Linked DNA regions of Mus musculus: regions 1, 3, 4 and 5 are each linked to region 2. Evidence: chromatin contacts called from public ChIA-PET, HiChIP or PLAC-seq and promoter capture Hi-C data. All regions are on one chromosome and are shown on one strand. The core of a region is the stretch at or near the end of the contact, and the rest is flanking DNA. Distances in the headings are between cores, read along the strand shown. Region 1 overlaps Slc24a4 (solute carrier family 24 (sodium/potassium/calcium exchanger), member 4). Region 2 holds the start of Golga5 (golgi autoantigen, golgin subfamily a, 5). Region 3 overlaps Itpk1 (inositol 1,3,4-triphosphate 5/6 kinase). Region 4 overlaps Rin3 (Ras and Rab interactor 3). Region 5 overlaps Rin3 (Ras and Rab interactor 3).

Region 1 (2,700 bases), core at 32-2,531, 210 kb before region 2:
ATTGCTATGAGTCCCACCCCACCATGGACGATGACCTTGTGAGAGCTGCATCAAGAAGCCCACCCACAACTCCCTCCTGCATCCTAGCTGCACAGGCCCTGGTGGGCAAGAGGATGCTAGAGCCAATAGGCTTTTGTGCTACTTGGAGGCAGGAGGGAGTAGTAGGTAGACTCTCAGGTAAAGGTCTGATGATCTTCATCCCTCTCCTGCTTGAGAAGTCAATAGTCTCCCCACTCCACCCCCACCCCCTTCACCACAGGCCCCTCTGTCAATGTACTGCACTCATTTCGTCGCCATGACTACAGGGCTGAGGTTATCTCTGCTCCTTGATGGATATGGGATGGTCTTGGTATGCCCAGAAGAAAAAGCTATACTCTGACAAATACTGAGATGGACTCCCTTAGATCTTTCAAAGTGCTTTCCTATGTGGTTGTTTTAAAGGAGACATGTCCTGAGGTTACAGTGTGGGACGGGACAGAGCCTCCACCTAGAAGTCATACAGCAAATGACTGATTATATGCTTTAGTTACTTTTGTTCTGCTGCGACCAAATTACTCCACAATACATAAAAGAAGACAGCTTTATCTTTGCTCGTGGTTTCCAGAGAGCTCAGCCCATCACAGCAGAAACTGCAGGGCACACAATGTGGCATTGGGCATGGGTGGTAATGAGTATCCACATGGCGGTGGATCGGGAACCAGAGGCTGGAAGTGGTGACCCAGTGTCAAAACTTAGGTTCCACTTCCCAGCGGCTCCACAATGCATCTAAGGAACAGGTTCCTCCATCTGAGGAACAAGTGCTCAGAACATGAGGCTGATGGAAACATTGTAGGTCCAAGCCATAACATATGAGAGCCATGTCTGACTCAGGCAGGCATCGTAGGACTCCCAGACACTGGCTCTGTCTGTTCTCCTGAATTCTAGAAGATGTGAAGTGTTTTGCTTTGCGTATGGGCTTTCTTTGGGGTTTAGGAAGTGACCCAGGTGGAACAAGATGGAGGCTGGAGAGGGCAGTGCCAGGGAGAAGAGTTGGCTCTGCAAATTAAGGCACATTTCTCCAAGAGATTCAAAGGCTGAGAAGACCTGAAGAGAAGGCAGTGTGAGAGCATGTAGGGAGAGTAGGTAGGCAAGTGCCTGACAGAATTAGAGGTCACTGGAAGCAGCAGCTGAGGGGAATGGAATTTACTTGGGTGACCTTTGCCCTTTCCAGGACAGCTCCACACAATTGAACTTACCTTACCGGAAGTTTGACGCCAGGGCCCCAGGGCCTGTGGGGCCTATGCACTCTTCACATTCCTACTCGATTCCGTGTGAACCACACCTCTCTGACTCGCTTGGCCTGTAGCTGTGTCCCGCTGTGGGCTCTGTTTCTGCTGTTATGGGCTGTGTGTCCCTCTGTGTATCTGCAGCCACATTTCCTGCTTACAAGAACAGCTGGATTAGAGCCCACTTACTTCAGTATAACTTTATTTATTGGCATCTGTAAAAATTCTAAACCCAGTCACAGCCAGAGGATCTGGGAGGTCATGAATTAGAGGCAGGGTAGGGACAGCTCCTTGCACAATACATCGAGTGAGAAGAAAACTGAGGGTCACGGGGGCCTCTCAGACATTCAGTCACATGAGCCTAGGGGAAGTCAGTCTCACATAGTCCACAGCACAAAGGTAACAAAGTCTCCCCTGAGTGGAGCTAAGGGAAGACAAGGCAAAAGGATGTTTTCCTTAGACACAAGCAGGAAGTATTGCAATTCTAGACGCCTCAAGGTCCCAATGGGCTCAATGAAGGGTCTCATTTAGGAACAGGGATAAGCAGGGTTCTATAGCAGGAAACTGTTGCACAGTAGCTACAGTGGAAGAAATGTGTGTGAGGCTGAGGCTTGGGGTGCCAAGCTGTCCTAAGTTAATAGTGATGTGATCGACAGAACCCAGTCCACATGGTCAGAGTAGAAGGGTCTCTATGACAAAGGGTTCGGAGCCCCATTCAGAGTCAACTGTGTGAAGCAGGGAATCACAAAGGTGCTCTGACAGGAGCATCTGCACCAACCTCCATAGGGCTCCCTACAGGCAAAGCCTGGCAGGTATTGACTGGGGCACCCCCAATGACATATCCAAACCCGCAGATCCTACACAGCCATGCTCAGTCAGCACCTGCTTCTTACAGAAACCCCAGGTGACATGTGCACTCCTTAAGGTGTGACTCACACTTTCCAAGGCTCCTCAAAGAGTTACTTATCTTCCCGGCTACCTGTGCAGCTCTGACAGTTGCCCTGAGAAGCACTCAACCCCTCCTCTCCAAATTCCAACATCTTTAGCCTATCCTCACCAGGTACAAGGAGTTGGTCCCAAGCACATTCCTTCATGGGACCTGAGGCTGGGAGCCTGCTAGACCAGAGTCCAGACCTCAGAGCCCTAAGCTGCCAAGATTCTAAAATTTTTCACACCAGGAAGGAAGAGGCATGCACTGGGGTTGGGGGTCATCAGAGAACAGCAATGAGAACACAGGAGGGGAGGTCTGGCTCACAGGAGGATGGTGAAGATACAGGTCTGGATGCTGAATGGGCTTCTGATGAGTGTCACAGCTACCTAAGTGATGTTATGTTTGTAGACACTTGTGTTCCAAGGTTGGGCCTTCTGCTCACATTTGTGGGTGCCAGGTTACAACATCAGAGTTCTGCCAACTCTTTTCTTAAAGTTGTTCTAG
Region 2 (2,700 bases), core at 123-2,622:
CTCTGAGTCTTAGTTTCCTCAATGCCCAAACGCACTTACTTGAGAATTTACCATAGGCTTTTCAGTTGGCGAAATTAGCCTGGTCCTGTTTACCCAGTAGATGTAGCCTTCAGTGAATTATTGAACACAGATTTTCTTTTTAAAAACCCATTTCAAAAAGTCTGTGAGCTGTATGCAAAATATAACTATAGCACTATTGAATAATAGTCTCAGTTCAAGTTATCTTTTCTACAAGGAACCCTCACAAACTGACTTATTTTCCTACCTCGGGATACTTCTCCCTGTTTCTCTTGGTTTACAAAAGGCTCTGAACTATTGTTGATTCATTAGTTTAGGCAAAATCCATCTCTGTCACTTGAAAGCAGGTTCTTTTTAAAAAATTGTATTCTTTTATTTTTTTTCTTATACTATTTTATGTATTTACATTCCAAATGTTGCCCCCCTTACTGGTCCCCCCTTCCCGAGTTCTTCACCCCATCCCTTTAAATTGTATTCTTTTTTTCTTTTAAAGATTTATTTCATTTATATGAGTACACTGTAGCTGCCCTCAGGCACACCAGGAGAGGGCACCAGATCCCATCCCATTACAGTTGGTTGTGAGCCATTGACCTCAGGACCTCTGGAAGAGCAAGCAGCCAGTGCTCTTAACCACTGAGCCACCTCTCCAGCCCTTGTATTTTTTTTTTAATTGGATATTTTTTTTGTTTACATTTCAAATGTTATCCCCTTTCCCAGTTTTTTTAAAATTAGGTATTTTTCTCATTTACATTTCCAATGCTATCCCAAAAAGTCCCCCATACCCTCCCACCCACTCCCACTTTTTGGCCCTGGCGTTCCCTTGTACTGGGCATATAAAGTTTGCAAGTCCAATGGGCCTCTCTTTCCAGTGATGGCCGACTAGGCCATCTTTTGATACATATGCAGCTAGAGTCAAGAGCTCCGGGGTACTGTTAGTTCATAATGTTGTTCCACAGCCCTTGTATTTTTAATTTGTGTGTGTGTGTGTGTGTGTGTGTGTGTGTGTGTGTGCTTTGTGAATGAACTCAGAACTCAGAACTCAGGCCGTTAGTCCTGGCTATTTATCTATGTACTCTATTTACTGAACCATCCCACAGGCCCAGGGATTAGACAGTTCCAGTCTCTGCCTCGAAATCCTCACGTGTAAAACTTTTGAAAGGGAGGAGGAGCTCAGAGGCCTGGGCCGGCTCATGCCCCGCCCAGTTTGGCTTGGGCCCGCCCCTGTGGTGCTCGGGACCCTGCCCCCCGTTGTGGGCGTGCTCCGCAATGTTGTGGAGGCCGCGTGCCGGCGGCGTTACGTCACACGCACGCTGGCGCGGCACCCGGTTCGGCGGCAGACGGAAGGGGGCGTGGCCTGGCGCTAGGGCCCCGCGGCCGCCGGCGCCGCCGCCTGAGTGACCTGCTAGGCGGCCGGCGGCGCTCAGCTTCCGGCCACTCAGGCAGCTCGTTGGCCACTCTGTTTTGAGGTCCTCGCCGCCCTTCCACGTCTCCCGGAAGAGCTAGCCGGCAGGTCCGGGAGCAGCGGGCTGCTGTGGCGGCCCGGGCGGGCGACGAGGCCGCGGTGCTGCCGCTCGGCGTCCTCAGGTGAGGCGCGACCAGGCCGCGGGCGGGACGGCTTGGCCTGCGGGACCCGGTCTCCGCCTTTCCCGAGCGCTGTCGTGCTCGTCTTCGCTCAGGGACAAGGAAGGGGATGCCAGAGCCCCGTAGCCTCCGGATACCGAGGCTGACCCGCCCTCCACCCCGACTCTGCTCTGGGGACCCAGTACGATGTGTTCTCGCCTCTCGGGGACCCGTGGTCACACCGCCGGGCCTGACCCCTGACCCCCGCCTCTGTGTGACATCTGACCTTCCCGGTGGCTTTGCACCACGGGAAGTCCCCTCTTGGAGTCTGTCACTGAGATAAGAGCTCAGGTTTAGTGTCTACGATCCACGTGAAAGATATGTTTTAAAGCCCCGTTAACTTTCAGATGGGAGGCAAGACATTAATTGTCTTCAGGCTTTTTTTTATTAGGAGAGCTACTTTTCTCTCGCTCATCACTAATTTTTACATCGAGCTTGTGTAACGTTTTATAAGTCAGAAGGCATGTTACATTCCTTTTTCATTTGGTTTCTCATAAATTGAAATACACACTTAAATGGGTTTCCTAAAGAGTGTGTTGAAACAGTTAACTTCCGACGAGGTTAGAGCGGAGAGGTTAAAAGGTGGGTTTACCTCTAGGTTGACCTAGATTCCAGTGTCTGAGGTGCCATCGAAGTTCCAGGATCTTTCTAAGCCATATCCATCTTTATTTGTTTCTAAAGGACTTTACAGTTTGCCATATAATGTAGCTGAGCATTATGTTACTATATTATTTTTATTATTTTATTTTTATATTATATTATTTTTAGTGATAGTGTTTGCACAACACTTGACATATAAGGATGAATTACTTCAGTAGTGTTTCTAGGAGTGCCTGTGTGTGGGCTAGAATTGGAATTTATCATTGAGCAAACCAGGCATTGTGTGTATCCACCCACTCCCCCTTCCCCAGCAGGGAGAGACATGTTTTAAAACAACAGTTGCAACAACCTGAAGCAGTGTAAGGCAAAAGAAGGGCATGCACACAGAATAAAAAGACCTAGCATAGAAGGGAAGGAAAGACAACTCTGATGCCAATTTAGTGAAGAAAGCCCAAGATCTAA
Region 3 (2,817 bases), core at 279-2,778, 180 kb after region 2:
TACAGAGTCAGTTCTAGGACAGCCAGGGCCTCACAGAAAAACCCTGTCTCAAAAAAATTAGAATAAAATAAAAAAAAAATTTCTCTCTCTTTATAACACCCAATACAATAGTAGGGCTAGTTAGTCATTTCCCCAGTTAAGGATTTAACCTTCTAAGAATGCAAATACTTGTCCTGGATCTCACAGTAACAACCCAAGCTTCAAACACAGGCAACAAAAAACAGACACCCTTTTCTACTCTGCTACTCCCAGTCACTTTCTGTTCATCTGTGGCTAGTAACAAACACAGGCCCTCTTCCTCCCAGCCAAGCAATTCCAACCTAGATGCCCGGGTGACCTGATACTACAGGGACGCTCATTTTCAGGTCCCCTGTGTGCAGTCGTGCAGTCTCACCATTTTGTAAGAAGTTAATATAAAACACACACACACACACACACACACACACACACACACACACACACACACACTGGACAGGACAAGAGAGAGACAAGGCTAGGAACAGAAACAAGACGAGCTGGGCCCTGACAGCATGGAGGCAAAAATCCAAACTCAGACCGGTGCCTTCTCCATCTCCCACTGGGGCTCAGGAACAGAGGCAGGAGCTGGTGGTCACAGCAGGGTCTCCTTTCCCCTGGGAGGAACAGAACTTCAGTGCTCTCTCAGATTTGACTTCAAGTGCAAACTCTCATGCATTCCATGGCTAGCTTCCCACCGAAGCCTACATTTTGAGGGAAACCTTTCTGAAGCGTCTTGGCATCAGCTTAAATATTGACCTAGGATGACCGAGTGGGCCACAGGTGAATTAAGAACACAAAGGCGTGCGTGAAACAGGGGCTCAGTAGATCATACAATTGGGGTGCAAGGTTGCAAATCTACCCCAGTATGCACAAAAAGGGTCTGTGCTTACTCTTCTGACTACTCTAAAACTCCCAACACCCACACAGTCATTCCACTGACCACTTTCTCATTTAGGGGCAACTTTCAATAGGAAATCCATGTACATCTGGCACACAGGGAATGATATCTGGGTGCAAAATGCCCCCTCCCAGATGAACAAAGGGCACCAGAAGGATGTGCCCACACATGGACTGTGTGTGTGCCCACACCTGGGCAGCCTCAACTAAGCAGTAGGCGGTAAGTCCCATCTGGGGCTCAATGGAAATCTGCCATCTGTGACCAACGAACCACAGGGCTGAAGGGCTGATGAAGCGGGGTCCAAGCCACAGAAGTGTGCAGAAGAAGTTCCAGGGGGCACCCTAAGCCACAGCCTCTCTTGACCCCACAGCAGAGAGCTGGTGTCATGACTGAGCCCTGCAGGGAACTTGATCAAAGTTCTTGTTGCATTGCTTGCTAGTTCTTCTTCCTCTCTCAGTGGCCCCAACATGCACCTTGCTACTACCATCCTGGTTGCAGCTCTGCTCCTTAGGTATTTCTAGCCGCCAAGTCTGCTAACCCATACTCATGCCCACACCCAAGTATCCGTCAAATGAAAAGCCGCCTCTGTCAATCCCAGATCCTCAGCTACAGGCACTGTGGGGAGTAATCAGCCCCCACTTCCCTCTTCTGCTGCCTCTCTGGAAGTCAGAGCCAGAGGCTCCAGGGGAGCCTCAAAAGACCCAGAGAACACCAACTTGAAATGGCCACAGCAGACATGGCCAGGAAGTTGGCAAGGGCAAGAACAGAGCAACTTGTTCACCTGCTGGCAATGAATTTAAAGAAAAATGTAAAAAACGTTTGGTAGGACTCCATCTGAGTTTCCAGTCTGTCATAGTCCAACCCCTTCTGCACAGAAAGGGGAAGCTGAGGCCCAGCCAAAAGGAAGGGGGCAGTGACTAAGTAAGGTTGGTAATTACTGAGAAAGCCAGCATAAAAACTCAAAACCCTGGCCATCAAAGCTGAGTGCCTGCAGAAGGACTGACATCGGACAGACTCTGGGGCTGGAGTCATAGGGCCCTGCAAACACTGGACCCAGAGCCACCTGGGGTCATTCACAGTATTAAGTGACTGAGCCACCATCTGGGGGCTGTAGATCCTGGAGGAAAAGGGAAGGAGGAAGAGGAGGGGAGGAGCTGCCTAAGGCACGCCAGCTCTGCAGAGTGTGAAGAGGGGTGCGGCCTCTGTCCTCAGTCCAGCCAGGAGAGAGCCCCGCTAAGCATGAAGCCTCAGCAGTTGACTCTTGACACTGGCACCCAGAGTCCAACCCCAGATCCACCCACATTAGGCCAGGGCAGGAGCATTTAAAGACCCACCCTGGTGAGATCTACCTAACTTCAGAGCCCTAAATTCACAGCCCACACCTAGAACCTTTGCCTAAGCTGACCGTCCAGAGGCTCACAGTCCAAGTCCAACGGAAGCCCGCCAGGCATCATGGCCTCGCTAGTCATGCACAGACAGCATAGCATCTCTACCCAAAGGTAAACAGGGAGGGACCAGGTTCCTCTCTGGTCAAACCTCAAGGCTTTGCCAGTTAGTTTTTAATGCTCAGCCTCCATAGTCCCACTGAGTGCTGGACCAGGTGGCCAGCCAGGAAGCCACAGGGCCAAGTCAGTGAGGCCTTTTAATTCAGCTCCCTTGAGGCCCCCAGGGGACTCTGCTGAGGACAAGAGGGCCTGAGTTCCCCATGACTGTCCCACAAGGCTCTGCAACCAAAGGCTAGAACACAGGACACAGAAAAGCAGAGTAGACACCGTAACGCTCAAACCACGAAAGCACCAGGGTCTCTGCCTACATGTGGTCAGCGAACTGGGTCAGAGGACCAAAACTAAAGGTAGGACTTAGACCCTCTAGTTCAGATGTTTTTTGCTGTTTCAGAACTA
Region 4 (2,729 bases), core at 147-2,646, 160 kb before region 2:
GCATGAGGAATGCGGTGGATCCGGTTGGGATGAGCTAGCAAAGTGACCACCAACATTATTACCTAGTAAGGCCTACATGGATGTTCCCACGAGCCAGGCTTCACCAGCTCCATGGAACAGATGAGAAATCTGTTGATTGAAGATAATTTTCATCATAGAAGCAAGGTGTAATCATTATAATGATTTGAGTCACCCCCACTCCCTGAACATCTCAGAACTGTCTATAATGATTCCTTGCATGGCTGTCTGGAAGCTATTCCTTGTGTTTATGTATATATCTCTATATCTGGTCCCAAATAAGACTGGAGGAAAAAAAAAAAGATTATCGAATTTTCTTTGCCAGCTACTACAAGTATGCAAATGTGGAAAGGGGATGTATGCGTGGAAGTCAGAGGACAAGTTGTAAGAATCATTTCTTTCCCTCCATCCTATGGGTCTTGAGATCCAAACACAGTTCTTCAGGCTTGGCAGCAAGCCCTTTGACTCACTGAGCCATTTCATTGACTCAATTTTGGGAAGGGGCAGAGTACAGGTGTGAGAGTGGCGGAGCTCACACGGCCTCTGTGAAGCTCGTCCTGCCTTCTCTGTTCCCTCGGAGCCTTGTGCAGAGGGTCTGGGCCTTCCCTGACTCAGCATGGTGGGATGAGGTGGCATGGCTTTCCCATCTCTCAAACCGTCTAGGGTCCTGTCCGGATCTACACAAGAGGTCTCAGTTCTCCCAGTAAAGCTCCACGGAGCTCACCAAGCAGCCAAAGCCTCTGGCTCTGGGCCAGGAAACTTCTGCACTCTCTCTAGTGGGTGGCAGCCAGCCAGAGCCCCATTCTGTCTCCTGACTGCTCTGACCCCCAATAGTGTTTCTGCCACCTTCCCATTGAGGTTCGTGAGGCCTGGGGCAGCTCCCAGACCTTGCTCACTGTCCCTGGAGGCAGCTCCCTCCTTCCTTGCAGAGCTGTTCAAAACATCCCAGGGAATCTGGTGCCAAGGGACACTGTGGACTCCTTGGGCAGCTGACCACAGGCACACGGAGGCAATAGAGTGTCTCTAGACAGCTGTGAGAGGGGACGACTGGGGGCCCCCAGAGCCAGTGCTTGCACCACGAACCGAAGGATATCTGTCTTGGAGGGCTTCTGTTTGTGGCAGAGCTCCTCCATAACTCCTGGCCTAGATCTTTTACACTGTCAACTCCGTTCACGACGGCCCGTCTCTGTCACATGTCACGCCTGCTTGCTTCTTTATCTACAATCAAAGATTTCAGGGTACGGCAGTCTCAGCATCTGCTGTCAGGAGGGAGAGCGTGGGCGTCAGAGTCTCTGCTCTTCCAAACAGATGACAGGCACAGAGCCAAGAGGGCTCAGCGACCATCACTGACAGCAGGAGTTACAGCCACAGGCAAAGCTCAGAGAGGGCCCGCTCGTCACGCGGCAAGTCAGAGATCACACCTCCTGCCTGTTTCCTGTGGACTGTTGAGAGCTCAGTTTTTCTGAGTTCCCTGCCTCTCTTTAGCTTGGTCATGGCAGGCGGATGCCAGGAAGCTTTGCCCCTTCTGTCTCTGACCTCTTCTCACATAGTATGAAATCCACATCTTTCCAAGGCCTTGGCGTCTCTGCCTTCTATATCTTGCCTGGAGACAAGGCCTATGACCTCATACACAGTTCTCTAGGCCAAAAACACCCATCACCCTAAGGGCTCAGAGCCAGCCTCTGTCGTGTTTACTCTCAGAGTGGACCTAGAGGGACCTCAAGGAGCTGACTTTCCTGGAAAGCATCTTTGAAGCCCACATTTGATTGGTCCATGGTGCTTGTCACTGCCAGGTGTGTCCACCATGCTGCCCTTGCCTATTCATCCACCAGCTGTGTTTAGGGGCATGAAAAGCATCCTCCTTGTGGTATGTCACATGGTCAAGAAAATTGGATTCTCCTGGCAGCCGCGTTCACATCAGGCTACACATCTCTAATGCTCTTGATCTCATGGGTTGCCACCACGACCAGGTGTCTCGGATGCAAGATAGAATCACAGATGTGAGCACCATTCACTGCAATTGGATGTGCTGAGTCCTCATATCAAATCTACACAGTGAGGTGAGAGTGGGGGTTGTAGCAGGAAGAGAGCTGAGGGGTAAATAAGTTCTTACACAAGAGCTAGCTCTGTTGAGTTACAGGTAGGCAGAGTGCTAAATCCTCAACAGTCACCGCATCAGACTGGCACGGTAATCCTGTGCAACAAAGACTTAAAAAAAAAAAAAATAATTAAACTGAAGCCCGGAGAAGTGACTGAAGTCACACAGCCTGTATTCAGATCCGGGCAAGTAGGCTCTATCTGGACAGGCCACATGGGATGCGAAGAACTTTATCTTAGACGGTTTCCTAAACAATGAAATTAAATGTAAAGCACACTGAGGAAGTAGGCTTTGCAGTGAACAGTCATATCCACCATTTACCCTTAATGTTCTTTGTTTGCATTGCTGCCTGCCTTCATTCATCCTAAGTTCACTTTATCTTTGTGCGTTCCAGAGAAAATCCTAGACCTCCCCGAATATGTCAGCACGTGGGTTGTTAACTACAGAGTTCAGTATTCGATGACTGTTCATGACCGCTTTAGTATAAAATGGATGCAGAAGCCAAGTAAACAAACAGGCATATGTAAATAGACACCATCTGAACTTCACATTGATTCATGCAAACTGTTTTCTCTGCCCTGGGGCTTTGATTCAGCGTGGGATTTTGTGATTC
Region 5 (2,700 bases), core at 191-2,690, 140 kb before region 2:
TCAAAGGCCATGTGTTCACGGGTTAGATTTGGAAATCTAAGAAGCCTGTGACAAGAATCCATAGGCTATTCCAGGCATGAGCTCACACCCAGAGAAACAATTCCAGGGTGTTCCCTGAGGCTTATCACCCTAGGTCAACAGCAGAATGACAGTAAGTACTCTTGGATGCCTGCTTTTCAAGACACTGAGAACCTACATAGATGAATAAGAAGGAAGTCCTTGCCTTAGGGTGAGGGGGTTTTCAGTCAGGCTAGAGGGTGGCTATGCTAGAGCAGGGCTAACAGGCATCACTTGTTCTGTGGTATGACAGCTGTTACTGCCAGGGGGCACCTGTCAGGTGGGGCAGGTCCAGATCCTCCCTAAACTGGGAAGAATATCAAAGAATATCTACTGTGTGAGGGTATCTAAGAGGAGAAGGCTTTAGGGTTAGGCTCTGAATGTGTGAAGGTGCTTGTGTTTGTCCAATAAAAGGGTGATTTTCTACAAAAGGAAAGTAGGGCAGGTCCCCATCCTGCTGGGAGAAGGTCTTTCCAGTAACTCAAACCACATGAACAAAACGCCTGTGCCCCAAGCCAGGCAGTGGTATCAAATGCCTTTAATACTTGCACTCAGGAAGAAGAGGCAAGCAGATCTCTGAGTTCAAGGCCAGCCTGGTCCACAGAGTGAGTGCCAGGAGAGCCAGGGCTGCACCGAGAATGTATATCCCTAGGTAGTACAGGTGCTGCATCCTATGGCAAGAACACACAACGCCTGCCTCTTAGGATATCAAGTAAGATAAGGAGACAGAAGCGAAAAGGCTTTTACTGTCCTGGGGGATGTGCCAGGTGGAAATCAGCCAACTGCCTCAATACCAAGAAATGACTTAAAGCTGCAGGAAGCTAATTTCCAAGCACAGGCCAGCTATGCCTCCCTTAGGCCCCCTGCAGGCACCCCACTGTTCTGCTATCTTCAGCATGTGACCTCCATATTATACGGTTGGGTCCAAGGTAACTGTGTAGACTGGAAAAAAGAGTCTAGGCACCTCCTATACCCATATTTTGTTAGCTAGAACTCTGTCACATGACCAAACCTAACTGCAGGGGACACTGTGAAATATAGTGAACTATGTGCCCAGGGAAGCAGACCCACTGGATTTTTTAATATATAACTTGTTTTTATGTGTATTGGTGTTTTGCCTGCGTGTGAGGGTGTCAGAAGCCCTGGAACTGGAGTTACAGACAGGTATGAGCTGCTGTGTGGTTGCTGGGAATTGAACCCGGTTCCTCTGGAAGAGCAGCCAGTGCTCTCCACCACAAAGCCATCTCTCCAGCCCCAAGCAGAAGGATTTTAAGGAATTCTGGGAGTTGCCCCGCCCTCTAGTATGAGAGTACAGAGGTGGATCTGGAAAGGGCTGTGGAGTCAGGGTGGGGGTGGGGTTCTCAAAGAGGATGGGGAGTGTTTCGGTTTTTCCAAACCACTGAAGTACATTGTGTCCTTTGATGACTCAGAAAGGGTGGGGTTGTTTGGATTGTCTCTTGTTCCCCAAGAACCTGGGTCATTTTTCATATGGCCTGGAGAATGTGACCTTCACGGTGTCTCTGGGGCCACATGATGCTGGATGTGTTTTTGACCCCAAGAGAAGGTTGACCAGTAGGCACAAACTGCTGGGCTAGGATTTCGGGATCCCCCTGCCTCTTACTGAGAGTCATGACTTCAGGACTAGGCTGCCACATCTTAGTTTCCTCTGTACATTTAGGGACCCACATGCCTTGAGCGAGTGAGTTTTAGCTCTAGGATTGGAAACTGCTCAGATGGGGGCATGCCCAGGGCCGTGTGGAGAAAGTACAGGATCAAGGCAGGGTGCCTGAGGGTTTTAGAGGTGAGAGGCGAGACTGGAGCTGGCCCTGGAGCTGTCTGGAATTCTTCTCTGCTCCTTTGTCCTATGTGCCTTTTCTGCTGGCTGGCTGCTGCCTTTGGGGCATCACATCTAGGCCTCTGCACCTTAAAGACAACCCAGCCCTTGGAAACCAGGGCACGAGTTTGATTTCATGTCCCACTTCCAATTCAGAGCCTTATGAAGGCAAGTAAGTGTGAGATGGTGGTTAGCAGGGTTAAGACAGATTCAGTTCAGAAACATTGCAGCCATTGGGCTCTCACGTGCAGAACCGGCCCAGTCCCGACTCAGCTTGCACAGGTGGGAACTTATAGCAAGGTGGATGAAAGATCTAATGGGATGCTGGCTGAAGATGGACAGATTGTCCCTTCTTCTAGGGGATGGGAAACAAGAAAAGCCTGATTGGGTCTAAATGACGGTCGGACAGGTAGGGTGGAGGTTCCTGTCACACTTAGAGGGGTCGTTGCTAGAACAGGCAGTATATGAAGGGTGTCTGAGAAGGTCCAGGAGCTGTGAAAGTTTAGCTGAGTGAAGTTTTGTCAAGATGGATGGATGTGTATTACCAGAACTGTGAGCTGGGCTTGGCCACCTGTCCTCAATAGGCAAATGAAGCAGATGCGTAATGATGTAAGGATGAGAAAGGAGAGCTCCTCGCTGTGGGAAGACGAACAACTTGAGAGATCCAGCGACCATCCTCCACAAGTCCATCTTCGGGATGCTGAGATGGGGTTTAGGTTAAGTGGAGGGTACGAGGCATGCGTAACTAAGCCATCTTGACGGAGGCATGGCCCTCTGCCCAACATGTCACTGTCTGGACCCCAGTGTGT

The links. Promoter capture Hi-C pulls out the DNA fragments that hold promoters and counts their contacts. ChIA-PET counts read pairs in DNA pulled down with a chosen protein or histone mark. HiChIP or PLAC-seq counts read pairs in DNA pulled down with a chosen protein or histone mark.
Region 1: a contact with region 2 is called in an HNF4G HiChIP or PLAC-seq map of pancreatic cancer cells. The contact joins the enhancer-like site here to the promoter of Golga5 in region 2. A contact is called at or near these places in 8 of 39 promoter capture datasets (the 3T3-L1 cell line, the HPC-7 cell line, hematopoietic stem and progenitor cells and 4 more), 10 of 484 Hi-C or Micro-C datasets (the Ba/F3 cell line, the G1E-ER4 cell line, the HL-1 cell line and 5 more), 5 of 115 datasets of contacts at active chromatin or transcription factors (embryonic stem cells, extraembryonic endoderm stem cells, memory CD8 T cells and 2 more) and 2 of 9 other capture datasets (macrophages and pancreatic islet).
Region 3: a promoter capture Hi-C map of pre-B cells shows a contact between it and region 2, with 2.4 times the contacts expected there. The contact joins the enhancer-like site here to the promoter of Golga5 in region 2. A contact is called at or near these places in 3 of 39 promoter capture datasets (the C10 cell line, embryonic stem cells and pre-B cells), 1 of 484 Hi-C or Micro-C datasets (Th1 cells) and 3 of 9 other capture datasets (adipose tissue, liver and pancreatic islet).
Region 4: a contact with region 2 is called in an RNA polymerase II ChIA-PET map of memory CD8 T cells, with 113 read pairs. The contact joins the enhancer-like site here to the promoter of Golga5 in region 2. A contact is called at or near these places in 1 of 39 promoter capture datasets (pre-B cells), 4 of 484 Hi-C or Micro-C datasets (CD8 T cells, cortical neurons, group 2 innate lymphoid cells and 1 more), 4 of 115 datasets of contacts at active chromatin or transcription factors (effector CD8 T cells, memory CD8 T cells, microglia and 1 more) and 1 of 9 other capture datasets (liver).
Region 5: a contact with region 2 is called in an H3K27ac HiChIP or PLAC-seq map of extraembryonic endoderm stem cells. The contact joins the enhancer-like site here to the promoter of Golga5 in region 2. A contact is called at or near these places in 1 of 484 Hi-C or Micro-C datasets (cortical neurons), 4 of 115 datasets of contacts at active chromatin or transcription factors (bone marrow-derived dendritic cells, extraembryonic endoderm stem cells, memory CD8 T cells and 1 more) and 2 of 9 other capture datasets (adipose tissue and liver).

Annotation. Positions count from the first base shown.
Region 1 is chr12:102,260,735-102,263,434 of GRCm38.p6, forward strand. The region is part of intron 14 of Slc24a4 (solute carrier family 24 (sodium/potassium/calcium exchanger), member 4); the gene reads left to right. Among named protein-coding and RNA genes, the nearest start is that of Gm25203, 8.4 kb to the left of the region's middle. Within about 2 kb of position 1,282, at least 66 of the 459 cell types and tissues checked have an H3K27ac peak or open chromatin away from gene starts, as enhancers often do. A contact at or near this core is called in pancreatic cancer cells, where this site is marked.
Region 2 is chr12:102,467,762-102,470,461 of GRCm38.p6, forward strand. Golga5 (golgi autoantigen, golgin subfamily a, 5) reads left to right here and starts at 1,373. Exons shown (of 13, transcript NM_001199004.1): 1 at 1,373-1,602. Gm30198 (a long non-coding RNA gene) reads left to right here. Exons shown (of 3, transcript XR_381856.1): 3 at 1-115.
Region 3 is chr12:102,644,908-102,647,724 of GRCm38.p6, forward strand. The region is part of intron 2 of Itpk1 (inositol 1,3,4-triphosphate 5/6 kinase); the gene reads right to left. Among named protein-coding and RNA genes, the nearest start is that of Mir1936, 39 kb to the right of the region's middle. Within about 2 kb of position 1,529, at least 124 of the 459 cell types and tissues checked have an H3K27ac peak or open chromatin away from gene starts, as enhancers often do. A contact at or near this core is called in Th1 cells, adipose tissue and pre-B cells, where this site is marked.
Region 4 is chr12:102,307,280-102,310,008 of GRCm38.p6, forward strand. All of the region lies in intron 1 of Rin3 (Ras and Rab interactor 3), which reads left to right. Among named protein-coding and RNA genes, the nearest start is that of Rin3, 26 kb to the left of the region's middle. Within about 2 kb of position 1,397, at least 102 of the 459 cell types and tissues checked have an H3K27ac peak or open chromatin away from gene starts, as enhancers often do. A contact at or near this core is called in CD8 T cells, effector CD8 T cells, group 2 innate lymphoid cells and 3 more, where this site is marked.
Region 5 is chr12:102,326,836-102,329,535 of GRCm38.p6, forward strand. The region is part of intron 3 of Rin3 (Ras and Rab interactor 3); the gene reads left to right. Among named protein-coding and RNA genes, the nearest start is that of Rin3, 45 kb to the left of the region's middle. Within about 2 kb of position 1,441, at least 30 of the 459 cell types and tissues checked have an H3K27ac peak or open chromatin away from gene starts, as enhancers often do. A contact at or near this core is called in extraembryonic endoderm stem cells and trophoblast stem cells, where this site is marked.